Regions from separate parts of the Sus scrofa genome. Here regions 1 and 3 are each linked to region 2. The links are chromatin contacts, called in public promoter capture Hi-C maps. All regions are on one chromosome and are shown on one strand. Each heading gives the region's core, a stretch centred on a gene start, on an enhancer-like site or on the middle of the called end of the contact. The rest is flanking DNA. Distances are from core to core; before and after follow the strand shown.

The links. Promoter capture Hi-C pulls out the DNA fragments that hold promoters and counts their contacts.
Region 1: a promoter capture Hi-C map of liver shows a contact between it and region 2, with 6 times the contacts expected there. The contact joins the promoter of SBNO1 here to the promoter of RSRC2 in region 2. A contact is called at or near these places in 2 of 5 promoter capture datasets (fetal liver and liver) and 1 of 2 datasets of contacts at active chromatin or transcription factors (alveolar macrophages).
Region 3: a contact with region 2 is called in a promoter capture Hi-C map of liver, with 2.5 times the contacts expected there. The contact joins the promoter of C14H12orf65 here to the promoter of RSRC2 in region 2. A contact is called at or near these places in 1 of 5 promoter capture datasets (liver), 1 of 47 Hi-C or Micro-C datasets (liver) and 1 of 2 datasets of contacts at active chromatin or transcription factors (alveolar macrophages).

What each region holds. Positions count from the first base shown.
Region 1 is chr14:29,557,348-29,561,601 of Sscrofa11.1, forward strand. SBNO1 (protein strawberry notch homolog 1) reads left to right here and starts at 1,756. Exons shown (of 31, transcript XM_021073996.1): 1 at 1,756-2,289.
Region 2 is chr14:30,239,855-30,244,000 of Sscrofa11.1, forward strand. RSRC2 (arginine/serine-rich coiled-coil protein 2) reads left to right here and starts at 2,209. Exons shown (of 10, transcript XM_013982805.2): 1 at 2,209-2,391. The coding sequence starts at 2,386. It overlaps KNTC1 (kinetochore-associated protein 1), which reads right to left and starts at 2,134. Exons shown (of 65, transcript XR_002338925.1): 1 at 1,893-2,134.
Region 3 is chr14:29,656,970-29,661,417 of Sscrofa11.1, forward strand. C14H12orf65 (probable peptide chain release factor C12orf65 homolog, mitochondrial) reads right to left here and starts at 1,937. Exons shown (of 4, transcript XM_001928287.6): 1 at 1,787-1,937. It overlaps MPHOSPH9 (M-phase phosphoprotein 9), which reads left to right and starts at 2,059. Exons shown (of 24, transcript XM_021074060.1): 1 at 2,059-2,242.

The DNA.
Region 1 (4,254 bases), core at 506-3,005, 680 kb before region 2:
ATCTTTTACTTTGGTTCAAGGTAAAGAGATTATGCAGAGATAGCTGCAAGGATCTGGCTCAGATGCTCAGGAAGTACCTCAAAGGGTGGAGTTCCTAGGTTAGACCTTGGGTTTCACAATCTAGGATTCATCTAGTCCTAGTGTACAACTTGTTTGGGGGCCTCTATTTTTTTCTTTCTTTTTTGGCTGCCCCGCAGCCTATGGAGTGCCTGGGCCAGGGATCAAATCTGAGCCACAGTTGCCACCTAAGCCAAATCTGCAGTAATGATGGATCCTTAACCCACTGTGCCAGGCCGGGGATCAAACCTGTGTCCCAGCACTTCCAAGACGCTGCTGATCCCTTTGCGCCACGGCAGGAACTCCTGGGGGCCACTTTGAAACTGAATTGTTTCAACCAAGCTCCAAAGACACTGAAGCATTAACTACAACATCTTAGATTTCTTTGCTGCATTCTTTCGTATTTCTTTCTTTTCATAACGTGACAGATTTGTAATTGCTTGTTTGCCATCATCTACACTAGACATAAACCAGGCTAGTGGAATGTAGGGAACAAGACAGATGAAGGCCTTGTTCTTATGGAACTATTATTATTATAAGGGGTCAATCTGAGCTGTAGCTGCTGGCCTACACCACAGCCACAGCAATGTGGGATTCGAGCTCCCTCTGCGACCTATACCACAGTTCATGGCAACACCAGATCCCCAACCCACTGAGCGAGGCCAGGGTTGGAACCCGCATCCTCATGGATGCTAGTCAGATTCATTTCTGCTCAGCCACCACAGGAACTACCCCCCCCCAACCTTCATAGGTTTTTAATGTGCGTGTGAGGATTAAACAAAGTAACAGTAGCAAAGTGATTTGTTGGCATTTTAAAATGTTTATTTACATGCATACATATATAATGCATATTTATGTATAAAAACACTAAGTTGAAAGATTCATAATTATTCTCTCCATGACTACTTTTTTTCCTTTCCTCTAGCCCCTTACTGTCTCTTGAAGAGCTCACACCTTAACAACTAAGTGTTTGAATGACTAGGTCTGCTTTGAGCTCAAGGCGACAGCAAAGCGACCGCCAGTAGGGGGCAAGAATCACCTAGGCGTGCCTATTACCTAAGCAACGGGTTCAAACAGCATTCTCAGAATGACTTTACAAAAGGGTTACCAAGAAGTTAATTTGTTTATTCTGTTAGATCACTTAAAAGTAGTAGCAATAATAATCATCATAATGGATAATACAAAAATAAGGAAGTGAGAGGCGGTAGCGACAGATATGCAGCAATCATTAATTCAGAGCAATAGTTTGTTCAGGTTACCAGGTGTGTGTGTGTGTGCGTGCGCGAGAAAAAAGGAAACCGAGCTGACTGCGCTCTCACTCATTAGGATATGATTGTAGCAGTCGGAGCAGTAGAGGGGCTCCGAGTTCCTTGCGGTCTCACATTGAATAAAGTGCTTTAGGAGAGCCTAACAAGAAATCATTACGAGAATTTCTTGCTAGAATTAACTAAGGTAACGAGTTTTTCAAAGTGACAAAGACGCCACTAGGTAACTTCCTGAGCCATAGCCACGCACCAAAAAGGTTTCGAAAACAGCTTCGAGCCCCTCCTTGCCCGACGTTGAAAGCAGGTGTGGGACGCATGCGCACGGCCCACCGGCTGACCTGCTCGGGGCAACCCAGAACAGACCTTCCTCCCGACATGCCGCGAGGGAGAAAAGGAGGGGAAAACGAACTCTCGCGATTCTTTCAAACGCCGGCGGAAGCAGTAGACACGTGACTCTCCTAGGCGGCCTTCGTCTTCCCCCCCTCCCCCTTCTCGGAAACCCGGCCCCCTCACCCCTCGCCCACCCCGGAGCCGCGATAATGGACCGTTTGGGTTCCAGAATTCCTTTGGATTCAACCACTGGTACAGGGTCGGCGGGAGCCGGTGGAGTCCGTGCTTGGCGGAAAAGGCGGGGGGCGGCCAAGATGGGGGGGGAAATCATCTTCCTTCACCTAGGAGAGAGGCGGGGCGGAGAGAGGGGCTGGGGTTTGCGGTGGGGGGGGAGGGAGGAAGTCACGTGGGTCCTGCGGCGCGCGCTGCGTGCGCGCGGCGCCTCATCCGTCGCCCCACCCCCTCCCGGTGGGGCGGGGGGGGTTGGGGGAGGGGCGTCAAGATGGCGGCGGGGAGGTAGGCAGAGCCGGACGCTGCTGCTGCCGCCGCCACCGCCGCCTCCGCTCCAGTCGCCTCTGGTCCTTCAAGCTGTCGCCGCCCGGGAGAAGGTGTTCCAGCGTCAGATCCTGTGGGGAAAGTAAGTCCTCCCTGTAGCCCTTTTATGTCTCCACACTCCTCCTCCCGGACAGCCTCCCACTCCCACCCTCCTCAGGGGGCCGTGTGGGGCCAGGCTGGGGGGGGCCGCCACCTCACCCCGGCTTCGGGCCTCCCGCGCCCCTCGCTGCCCTCTCAGCTGCGTGCCCCGGGGTCCTCGGAGGCACGGTCCCGGCCGCGGCCCCGACGCGCTGGCTTCCTCCGTCGGTCAGCGCCGGGCCCTGCGGTCGCCGCGCGTGGGGCTGTCGGGCTCCTGGGGCCCCGCTGTCCCAGACCGAAGGCACCCCGTTTGGGCGAGGAGGCAGCGTTTGCGGACGCCAGCTCTGGCTCTGCCGGGATCGCCCCCCGTGCTCCCCCGTCTCGACCAGGGGATGCGAGGTCCCGGACTCGTAGGAAAGTGAGCTCCACAACCCTTCAAAAGTCTTCCGCTGGAGGATTGCTTTGGTTCGGGGCGAGTGCGGAAGGCGACAGGGTTGCCCAAGATGTGGACCCCCACACCTACGGTTTGCTTGTTACCTTGCTCTCAGGGCAGTAGGGACGGTACGTGGGACACGTGGGGCCACCTTCACGCTTCACCCAGTGATTAGGTTAATTTTGCCTGGAGCTTGTTCGCTCGCCTCTTGGACCCTAAGTAAGAATCTATAGGGAGGGAAAGGCGGTCCGGGATTTGCTTACTTTGAGAGCGTTTGGCGTAACGAGCATCTAAAGTTCCCCAAACCAGTATACGCTGGTGGTTTCCCAGAAGTGGTTTGGGGTCGGTTTAACCGCGGAGGAGATTTGGATGTTCCTGAACCCTTGTGATTGTTTCTTTCCTGACCCTGGCATCCAGCTCCTCCCCTTTCCACCCCGGCTTTGTGCTTCTGTTTGGTTAATGTTTGCGGACCACTAACTTGATCCTCGCACAGAGGAACTCTTTTTATGTGCATGCTCCGTTTACTGTGGGAGGCTTTTGTTTTGGGGAGTCGCTGGTGGAGAAACGTGGGAAAAGAAAGGGCGAGAAAATGAGAGTCAAATAAAGCAACGTTTTTATCCATTGAATTGCGCAGCCAATTGTAACCTCACCCGGAAGTTTGTACTGAACACGTGTTGGTGAGAGGTTAAAACTGGGTCCCCCTTTGACCTTTGAAAGTTGATTATTAGCAGTTTATGTTGATTTAAATGTTTCATATTCTTCAGGCAGCCAGAATTAGAGACAGAATAGGGTATCTAAAGAGTCTGCCAGGAGGGTCCAGAAAGCTGTCAAACCCGAGTTAGTCTAGTGCGATTCCTCTTAGCAGTTGCAGACACTTAAGTCAGCTAACAATGCAGAGGGATTTCATTTTTTCCCAGTTATTTGCGGCAGTCAAAACAGATTTTCATGAGCAGTGGGGAAAGCCTTAATCACTGCACAAAAGATAGTTTGTATAGAACTTCTAAGATAAAATGCAGAATTTGCTATTGGTGTTTTGCGACATCGATTTTGCAAACAATGGAACTTTTTTATGTTTAAAGAAGTTGTTTCCAAAGTTTATCCACCAGAGAGGACATCTTTACTTTTTTCTTTGGCTTCTGCTTTTTATCTCTCAATGTAACTTTATTCCTAACCTAATTTTATGCCAGAAGATTCTGAAGAGTTTTAAATAAAATTTGACTTTAGTTGCTATGTAGGTGTTAAAAAGGGAGTCTTAGTGGCTTACAGTTCCTTCCTTCATTCATCCATTCATTCATTCGTTCATCCATTGAATGTTCTTATGTGTCAGTTTTACGTGTTTATGGGCTTTGTTGAGGTTACTATTTAAAATCATGCAGTATGAAGAGTCTCTTCATGCTTCTCAAAGTCTTTTTTCTTCTCAAGTACTTTAGTTACAGATACATTTTGGCTTTACTTAGCGTCTAAATTGAGCTTTAAGACTTGCTGCCCTGCTCATGAAGGAAGACAGCACTCTGGTCTGAGGTGTGGTTTTAGCAA
Region 2 (4,146 bases), core at 959-3,458:
TTTCTCCTTCCCAACACTCTCCAAGTCTCTTCCCTGTCCCCAGATGCCTAGGCCTCCCCAGATTCATTTCTGTGGGGTCAGTGGCCTCCACTACTCTTCCTTCCCTCCCACCTCCCAGTGAGATGCTACTCTGGTGTTTTCTGATTCCTCTGGCCACCCCCTTAGGAGTCTGGGCCCCTTGCTTTGCACCCCCCATCTCCATCCCCACATTCTCAAGAGATTCAGCCAACTGCACCTCTGCCACTTGTCACTCATTCCCCAGCACCGTGACAACCCACTCATTCCATCAGCAGCGTTTATTGAATGTCTACCACATCCCAGAAGCTCTGCCAGCTACTTCCCTTGGGATACAACAGGGAACAAACAGACAACAAGCCCTATCTTCATGGAATTGAGTCTGATGAGGAAGGAGACAGTCAACAAGCAAGCCTTCTCTGGGTCTCCCAGCCCCTTTGTTGGGCTGCTCCCTTGCATGTTATTCTCCCTTAAATATCATCCTTGAAACTCTCATCAGGTGTCTCTGGATCTCCTTGCCCCGCCCCCACCCCCCCCCCCCCCCCCCGGCTGTGCCCCCAAGTGTCCCTCCTAGTCTCCCTCAAGGATCTGGGCATTCTGTTCTCCCTAGTTCCTAGGCTAGGGGTTGAATTGGAGCTACAGCTGCCAACCTACACCACAGCCACAGCAACGCAGGATCTGAGCCTTTTCTGTGACCTACACCACAGCTCACAGCAACGCCAGATCCTTAACCCACTAAGTGAGGCCAGAGACTGAACCAGCATCCTCACTGACACTAGTTGGGTGCTTAACCCACTGAGCACAATGGGAACGCCCAAGAAAAGAGTTCTTAATAGAAGTGTAAACAGGAGTACAGAAACAACGCATATTAGAATAAACAAGAGCTTTAATGGCTATGTTTGGGTGGTAGTTGGGAGGAGATGGGAAGGAAAGGTTGGAGTGAAAATTTTCATGGGTCTCAGTGTCCTATCTCTGTAAAAATAGTTAAATAGTGTCAGCCTCCCAGGTCTGTCACACTCAACTCTTTCAACAACTGTTTATTGAATGCCTAATACATACCAGTCACTGTTCTAGGAGCTGAGAATACAGTATGAAATTTATATTCTCACAGGAAGGACATACAAAAATAAAATATACTGCGGTATTGAGTAGGCAATGAAGAGTGAATGAATCACTCTTTTAATCTACACAACAACCCACTTTACAGCTGAGAAACATGAGTCAGGGACTAAGTAAATGGCCAAGGTCACCTAAAGCGAATTGATGATGTAGCTATACTCATCTGCGAATTTGTAGACTCAAATTCACACCAGCTGTTAACTATTATACTGCATAATTACAAAGAGTGTACAAAAGAAGGGGGGGAGGAACGCCTAAGAAGGACCTGTTTGGCAACTGTAGACATGTGGGCAGAGACCCTAATACCAAGAAGTCAACTATGCAAAGCTCAGGGGGAACAAAGATGCAGGCCCGGTGCAAAGGCTCAGAGGATGGACTGAGTTTGGGGCGGCTGCCAGGCCTGAGCAAGAATGGAAAAGTGCGGGAACTAGATAGGTGGAGCTAAGTGAATCCCCAATCTCAAGACTGGGTTAAATCCTCAGTGCTAGGGAGGGAAAGATGACCAGGAACGTGATTTTATTAACGATTTGAGATTACACTGGCTGCCGGGTGAAAAGATGAACGAATTAGGCAAAAACAGTTTCAGCAAGGCCTTCAGGCCGTAAATGCTCTCAGCTGGACACCGGGGCCAGCAAGAACCCAATCTCTCTCCCGCCAGCGTCTAGTGGGGAAAACACCCCGGACTGAGCTGAGGCCTCTGCTACTTCAACATAAGCCCACCCCCCGCAAGCTACAACAGCGCGGTTCCCCCTCCTCACCCGCAATTGAAGAAACTAAAGAACAGTCAAGTTTACAGCCCCTCTTCGGACACCCACAGCGGCTCCTAGACGCGTCAGGGCCCATCCCACAGGTTTAAATTGGCGGGAGATCACCAAGCCCAACCCCTTTTACGGCAGCCAGCGGAGGCCAAGATTGCTTAAGAATCGAAATAGGAAGTCGCCCCACCCTAAATTCCACCGGTTCCGAGAACCAGGAAACTGCATTCTAGGGTGTGTTCTTGGCCCCGCCCCATCCCTGGCCTTACACGCCCCCTTCAAAAGAACAACCAATCACCGTTGAACAGCGTTGCTACAGAAACTCATCACCACCCCTTTTCCTCCCAGCAGGCTGTGCGACGCGCCGGGCCTTAGCCCGTTTGTGCCATCCGGGTCTCTCGTTCGAGCGATTCAGTCTGTGGCGAATCGTCTAGGCGGCCGGTACTGTGGAAAGCGGCAAGTGGAGGCGCCGCTCCAGCGGCCAGGACTGTGGACTATGGCGGTAGGTGCCGAATCTGAGTTTAAAGTCAGGGATGTTTCTCTGCTACTGTCCGAAGAAGGGATGAAGGGCTCCCAGAGCTGTTGTCCGAGCTTGTGTGTGGACAAAATGGCGCCGCGGCCTTCTTCTGCGCCCGCCATCATGGCTGCCTCCTTTAGGGAGGGGGAAGTGAGGCGGTGTCGTTGGGGGTGGGGAGCCGCAGGGAGTGTCTTTTTTTTCCAGAACTTTCCTCATCTCTTTCCCAGCTGTGTGTTCTTTTTGGCCCACCGAACTGACTGCAGTTTAGCTTAGTCTAGTGATTTATATTGAATTTTGTTAGGGCTTAGGCATTTATATGTTCGCGGTGGGACCTGGAGTCGTCCGTGAAAAGTGTTGGGTCATAAAGGCGGTGCCTGTAAGGGATAGAAACGTGGGGGGCGAGCGGTCTTGTAGCGTTTTTGTTTTTAGTTTTTTCCTTTTTTGCCTGAGTGCTAGGAGGCGATTCCAGTTGCATAATTTCCGTTAGTGTTCCATCTGTGTACTTTAGTTTATTCCTTAGCAGCTAGATAACGTGTTTCTGGAAGGGAGTAAAAATTCGATTTAATTAAGAGAAGATTTTGGCACTACGAATTCTGATTGATGCTCTGTTTCCGAAGTGGCTTTCGATGCAGTCATTTTGAAGTCTGAGAAACATAATCCAGCCCTGTCGCTGACGTTGTTACTTTAAACTTAAGAGTTCTTCATTGGCCCATTTAATTTTAAATGGAGAGTACGGTTCTTAAATCACCACTTTCGAAAAATAAACCTTCTTTGGGTATAAGATGTCCAGTCCTGATAGATCACATTATTGTGTGATTACTTCCTTTTACTTATCCTGTTAAAAGAAAAATGCGAGAATTTTGTATTCTTTTTCCATTGACTAAAAAGTTGTATTTTCTTGTTTTTGGAAATGAAGCATAAGTAAAACCTTGTAGCTCATCCTAATCACTGGAGTACCTGGAATTTAGAAATCATGGAAGATCCTCCCTCCTCCCATGCCCAGTTGATTTGATTTAGAACCCCTTTTTTTATTAACCGATTTAGAACTAGTTTGAAATCGCTTGGCAGGCTATTTGTGCAGCTAGTCGATGGGGTGTTTTTCTTTGTTTAAATCGTGTTTGGGGCCTCTTAATCTACTTTAAAGAATAGTATTATTTTATTTGGGCTCAAATATTTTTTAAAAACAGTTCAAACATTTGTTTCTGCAGTGCCTCCTTCAGTAAAAAAAAATCCCCTGGAGAAGTGGCCTACTATTAAATCCAGTGTACCTTCTTTGCACTGGAAAGAGATTCCTATGCTATGTCTTGAGTGTTATCAGGGTTTTAAAGAAGACGTAATTTTTTTAAAAACATGGTGTTTTTCTAATAGAGCACATGCTGGAATGGAGAGCATTTTTGCATTTAGCCTTTAAGATTTGCTTGTAGGTCCTTCCTCAGTTGAAATCTTAGGCATTTTCAAAGAAGTTTTCATACTTAATCGATTTTACCTGGATACTTTTTGATATGCTACCATAAGTAATAAAAGTCTTGCTTGGGCTAAGTGGCCACTTATTCATGTCTTTTTAGTGATATAGTGGTTTTTGTTTTCCTATAGTATTTCTTAACAGATGAAAATGTTTAGTGTAAGTTATTGCAGAGTGCTTTCTCCTAAGTCAAGAGTATTTGACTTCCCTATTTCGGGGCTTCTGTGATGTTAAGCATGTAGTTAAAGTATTAACTGAAAACTTAACTGACTGGGCTA
Region 3 (4,448 bases), core at 687-3,186, 580 kb before region 2:
AAATGAATCTGACTAGGAACCATGAGGTTGTGGGTTCGATCCCTGGCCTTGCTCAGTGAGTTAAGGATCTGGCACTGCTGTGAGCTGTGGTGTAGGTCACAGATGGGGGCTCGGATCTGGTGTTGCTGTGGCTCTGGCGTAGGCTGGCAGCAACAGCTCCCATTTGACCCCTAGCCTGGGAACCTCCATATGCTGCAGATGTGCCCCTAAAAAAGGACAAAAAACAAACAAACAAACCCACAACTATAATAATAAAAGCACACTGCCAAATACAAAAAACAAAAACACACTCAAACTAAACAAAGTCCATTTGATTTTGTAGCAAAAAGCAATGATCTCCTGTCTCCTGTATTGTTAATCTACATTACTCGATTTTTTTTTTTTTTTTTTTTTTTTTTGGCTTTTTAGGGCCTCACCCTCTGCATACAGGTTTCCAGGCTAGAGGTCAAACTGGAGCTGTACCTGCCGTCCTACACCACAGCCACAGCCACAGCCACGTGGGATCCCAGCAGAGTGCAATCTACACTGCAGCTAACGGCAACGCTGGATCCTTAACCCACTGAGTGAGGCCAGAGATCAAATATGCATCCTCATGGATATTAGTCAGGTTTGTTACTGCTGAGCCACAACAGGAACTCCCCCGTTACTTGATTTTGGACTTAACATTTTTCTTGCAAGAAAACATACCTCCCTCTGCCTAGAACTGTCTCAGGAATTCCCGTTCCCATCTTTCTGTGAGTGCAAAATTCTCAAATAGAAATTTTGTAACCAACTGAAATTAGTGATAAAACTTTTGTGGGGGGGGGGCTTGAAACATGGTCACTGAAAAGAAAGCCATGTGCTTAAAAATAATTTGATTTGGGAGTTCCTTGGAGGTCTAGTGGCTAGAATTTGGCTCATTCACCGCCTGGGGTTCAATCCCTGGTCTGGAAGCTGAGATCTTACTTCAAGCTGCTACAAGCAGTAAGCTAGAAAAAAAAAAATTTTTTTTTTTTTAAATTTTGGTTAAGTATTACACATACAGTACTGATTGGGGATTTACACAACTGGGGAGGGAGGATTTCATTTATTTAAACTTGAAATGTTTCACACATGGAGTTTCGGGTAGACTGAATTTTTACTGTTGAAACAAAATTCTAGGTATTCTTAAGAGGCTCAGATCAGATGGAAGGTCTCTTCACAGATTTGCTATTCCAAGGGCAAATATCTTCTCCATCCTGGCTTCTCAACGACAGGGCTAGCAAAGTCCCTTTCTTGTGTGCTCAGGTCACCTGAAGGGAAATCTAACAGCTAGAAGTACCTTAAAGGTTAAGAACCTTTCGTCTGAAGAATAAGAACTGAACAGCGCGTGTAAGACGGGCTGGGGGCCCACGGGGAGGGATGCGGGTTCTCCTTGGTCCTTTCAAAGGACTGGCAAGAGCAGAACACCCACCATGCCTGAAATAAGCCCTGCTGCGCACTAACAGCTCCCTAAGGCTCTGCCTAAAGAGTAAATGAGCATCGCTCATGTGCCCTCGGGCCTCGGTGGAACTGTTTTCTCCACAAAAGTGGGCTCTCCTCCTCTCCCACTTCAGGTCCGAGAAGAGCCCTTGCCAATCCCCACAGCCTAGGGTAAACCAGGTTCAGGGAAAATTTAGCTCAGGTGTCTGGGCTGGCCTCAGGTCAATGAGCTGAGCGATTCAGGGTTGCGAACTGGGAAACTCAGGGGCACTAGTTCCCAGTCCTCTCTAGGAGCCCCTGACGATCGTGGGCAATCGTGGTACCTGGCTTCTCTGCAGACGCTTACCTGACCTCAGGACTGGCCTCCCGCCACCAATGTTCTGGAGGAACCGGAATCATCGCAGGACCGGGAAAGCAAACGCGATCCCGGGCCTGCGCACGCGCGGTATTCCTGCCGCAGCCCCCGCTCACCTGAGTCCCTTCATCTTACTAACTGCGCATGCGGGAAACAGAGGCTACTTTCCCGCGTAGCTGCAGTAGGTTCCCAGAGAGCCAATCAGATGAGAGGACCTGACAGCAGCCCCGCCCCCTCTCTTTTCTCAGGCATCCGACAGCCACTTCCTTGGGAGTTGGGGGACTGGCCTCTGGAAGTCGACGCGCTGGCCGCGGCTCGGCCGTCTCCGCCCCCTTCCGGGCAGCCAATTGCATCTAAGACGTCTGGCGCGCGCACGCTCCCTCGAGTTTAACGGTCGCGAGAGGCCGCTCGCCCGATCGTAACATCAGCAGTGAGAGCCGGGGCCAGGTAAGCGGCCGCCGGCCTGAGGGGAGCTGCCAGTCACGGGGGAAAGGGGACGCGATATCGAAGACACCAACTCAGCGGACCCTTGGGTGTGCTGATGGGTTAGGGCGGGGGTAGCCGACGGTCAGCAGAAACCACCGCAGCAAAACCAGCGGGCGTGTGGGGCTTTGCCTGCGGACGTGAGCCTTTTCTAGACTCTGTGCCCTTGAGTGACATCCTCACGGCCCAATCGCGGAGCACCTCTTCCCGAGGGGCGGGGGGCTTGAGGGATTTCGCTTTTCTCCCCCCACACCCCCCGCTCAGCTTCCTCTGCTTACTTTTGGGGGATTATAATTATAGTTTATTGGTTGGAGCAGTGGCTTTAACTCTGGCCTCTCTACTGTCTACAGTTGAGGCGACTGCGTGGGTCCTCCCTCGCCTTCCTACTTTAATCCGAGAGCCGCCAGCAGCAGTTGCGGTGCGTCTGTGAGCACGAGAATGTCAGGATCTGGCCTCAAAACCTGAAATCATCCCTTCCGTCCCCCTTCTCAGGTTCCCAACAAAGCAGAACGCCTCGTTAACATATTCTCAGTGAATCAGTTGTTCTTTTCCCCGTTAACTCCTTTTTTTTGCTAGGAGCTGGAGACATCAAAAGCATCATATTTTGTTGCTGGAAGATACAAAAATGTCTCAGTTCTTATATACATTCTCCAGCAGCTTTTTAAAATTTTGCATTGTGTATCGGTTTTTTATCTTTTTAGGGCCGTACCCACCGCATACGGAGTTTCCCAGGCTAGGGGTCGAATTGGAGCTGCAGCCACTGGCCTAGGCTACAGCCACAGCCAGGCCAGATCCGAGCCCCGTCTGCGACCTACACCGTATGTCCGGATCCTAAACGCACTTAACAAGGCCAGGGATCGAACCTGCGTTCTCACAGTTCCTAGTCAGATTCCTTTCCGCTGAGCCACGAAGGGAACTCCTATATCAGTTTTTTAAAAATTTATCTCTGCTGTCACCCAGCTCTTTCCCCCCACCCCCCAAACTGGGGAAGCCTCATCGCATTTCACATGGTTTTCCATCTGCATCTACTGCATCCGGATTAACTCAGTGGGGGAAATAATTGATGGGGTATCATTTGCATGCAGATGCACCTCCCTGGAGAGCTTGTGTTTTCCTGCTAGAAGAGCAAGGTGATTTGAATTCCGGTATTTTCGTTGCCAGATGGAAGGTGCAGCCTCTGACTTTTTCAATACCCCATTTGTCGTTGGTGATGGGCTGAGTCACTGGGGAGAAATCATTTAGCTAGGTCCGGTTACCCTTGGCTTTCACACCTGTCCCTGAAGGAAATGATTCCTTTATGAGCTGATGTTTTCAAGGTTGCTTTGTCAAACCGGGCCCTAGAAAGTGGGAACCTAGAGGAACCAGAATAATAGTTAATTTTCCTCTTTCTCATTCCTTAACACTTCTGTTTTGTAAGCAGCATAGGTTTTCTTTATTTTTTCCCCTTACTCCATGGCTCCTTTTTTTTTTTTTTTTTTTTTTTTTAAACTACATGAGTTGACTTGTTATAACCAGTTTATCTCTGTACATCTAGCTTCAGTTAAATTTTAGTTGACCTGGCAAATAGTTATTTTTAAGAAGTAGCATATGCATAGAGTACTTTTGGATATGCATAGAGTTTTTTCTTTTCTTAAAAAATAGAGTACAAAAGTACTCCATGCATATAGTATATGGGGAAAAAGCCATTGTTAACAGTTTAATTGGCTGTTTTCAGTACCAAATTAAATACTAAGTAGTTCCTATTCATTTATTCACTGTATGAATCAACAGGCATAGATAATATGGTAGAACTTGTTAAAGACATGAACAAGGCATGTAAGTATTCCAGTTGTTACTAGTAGAATTGTGTCTGGAACTTTGATTATTAAACTTTTTTTTTGTCTTTTTAGGGCCCCACCCTTGGCATATGGAGGTTCCCAGGCCAGGGGTCAAATCAGAGCTGTAGCTGTTGGCCTACACCACAGCTCATGGCAACGCCGAATCCTTAACCCACTGAGCAAGGCCAGGGATCACATCTTCGTCCTTGTGGATGCTAGTTAAATTCGTTTCCGCTGAGCCACAACAGGAACTCCTGTCAAACATGTTTTGAAATATAACCTGAAAAGAAACACTTCTGCAAATTACCATTATTGTAGTTTTTTTATTGAGATATAATTCGCATACTGCAAAT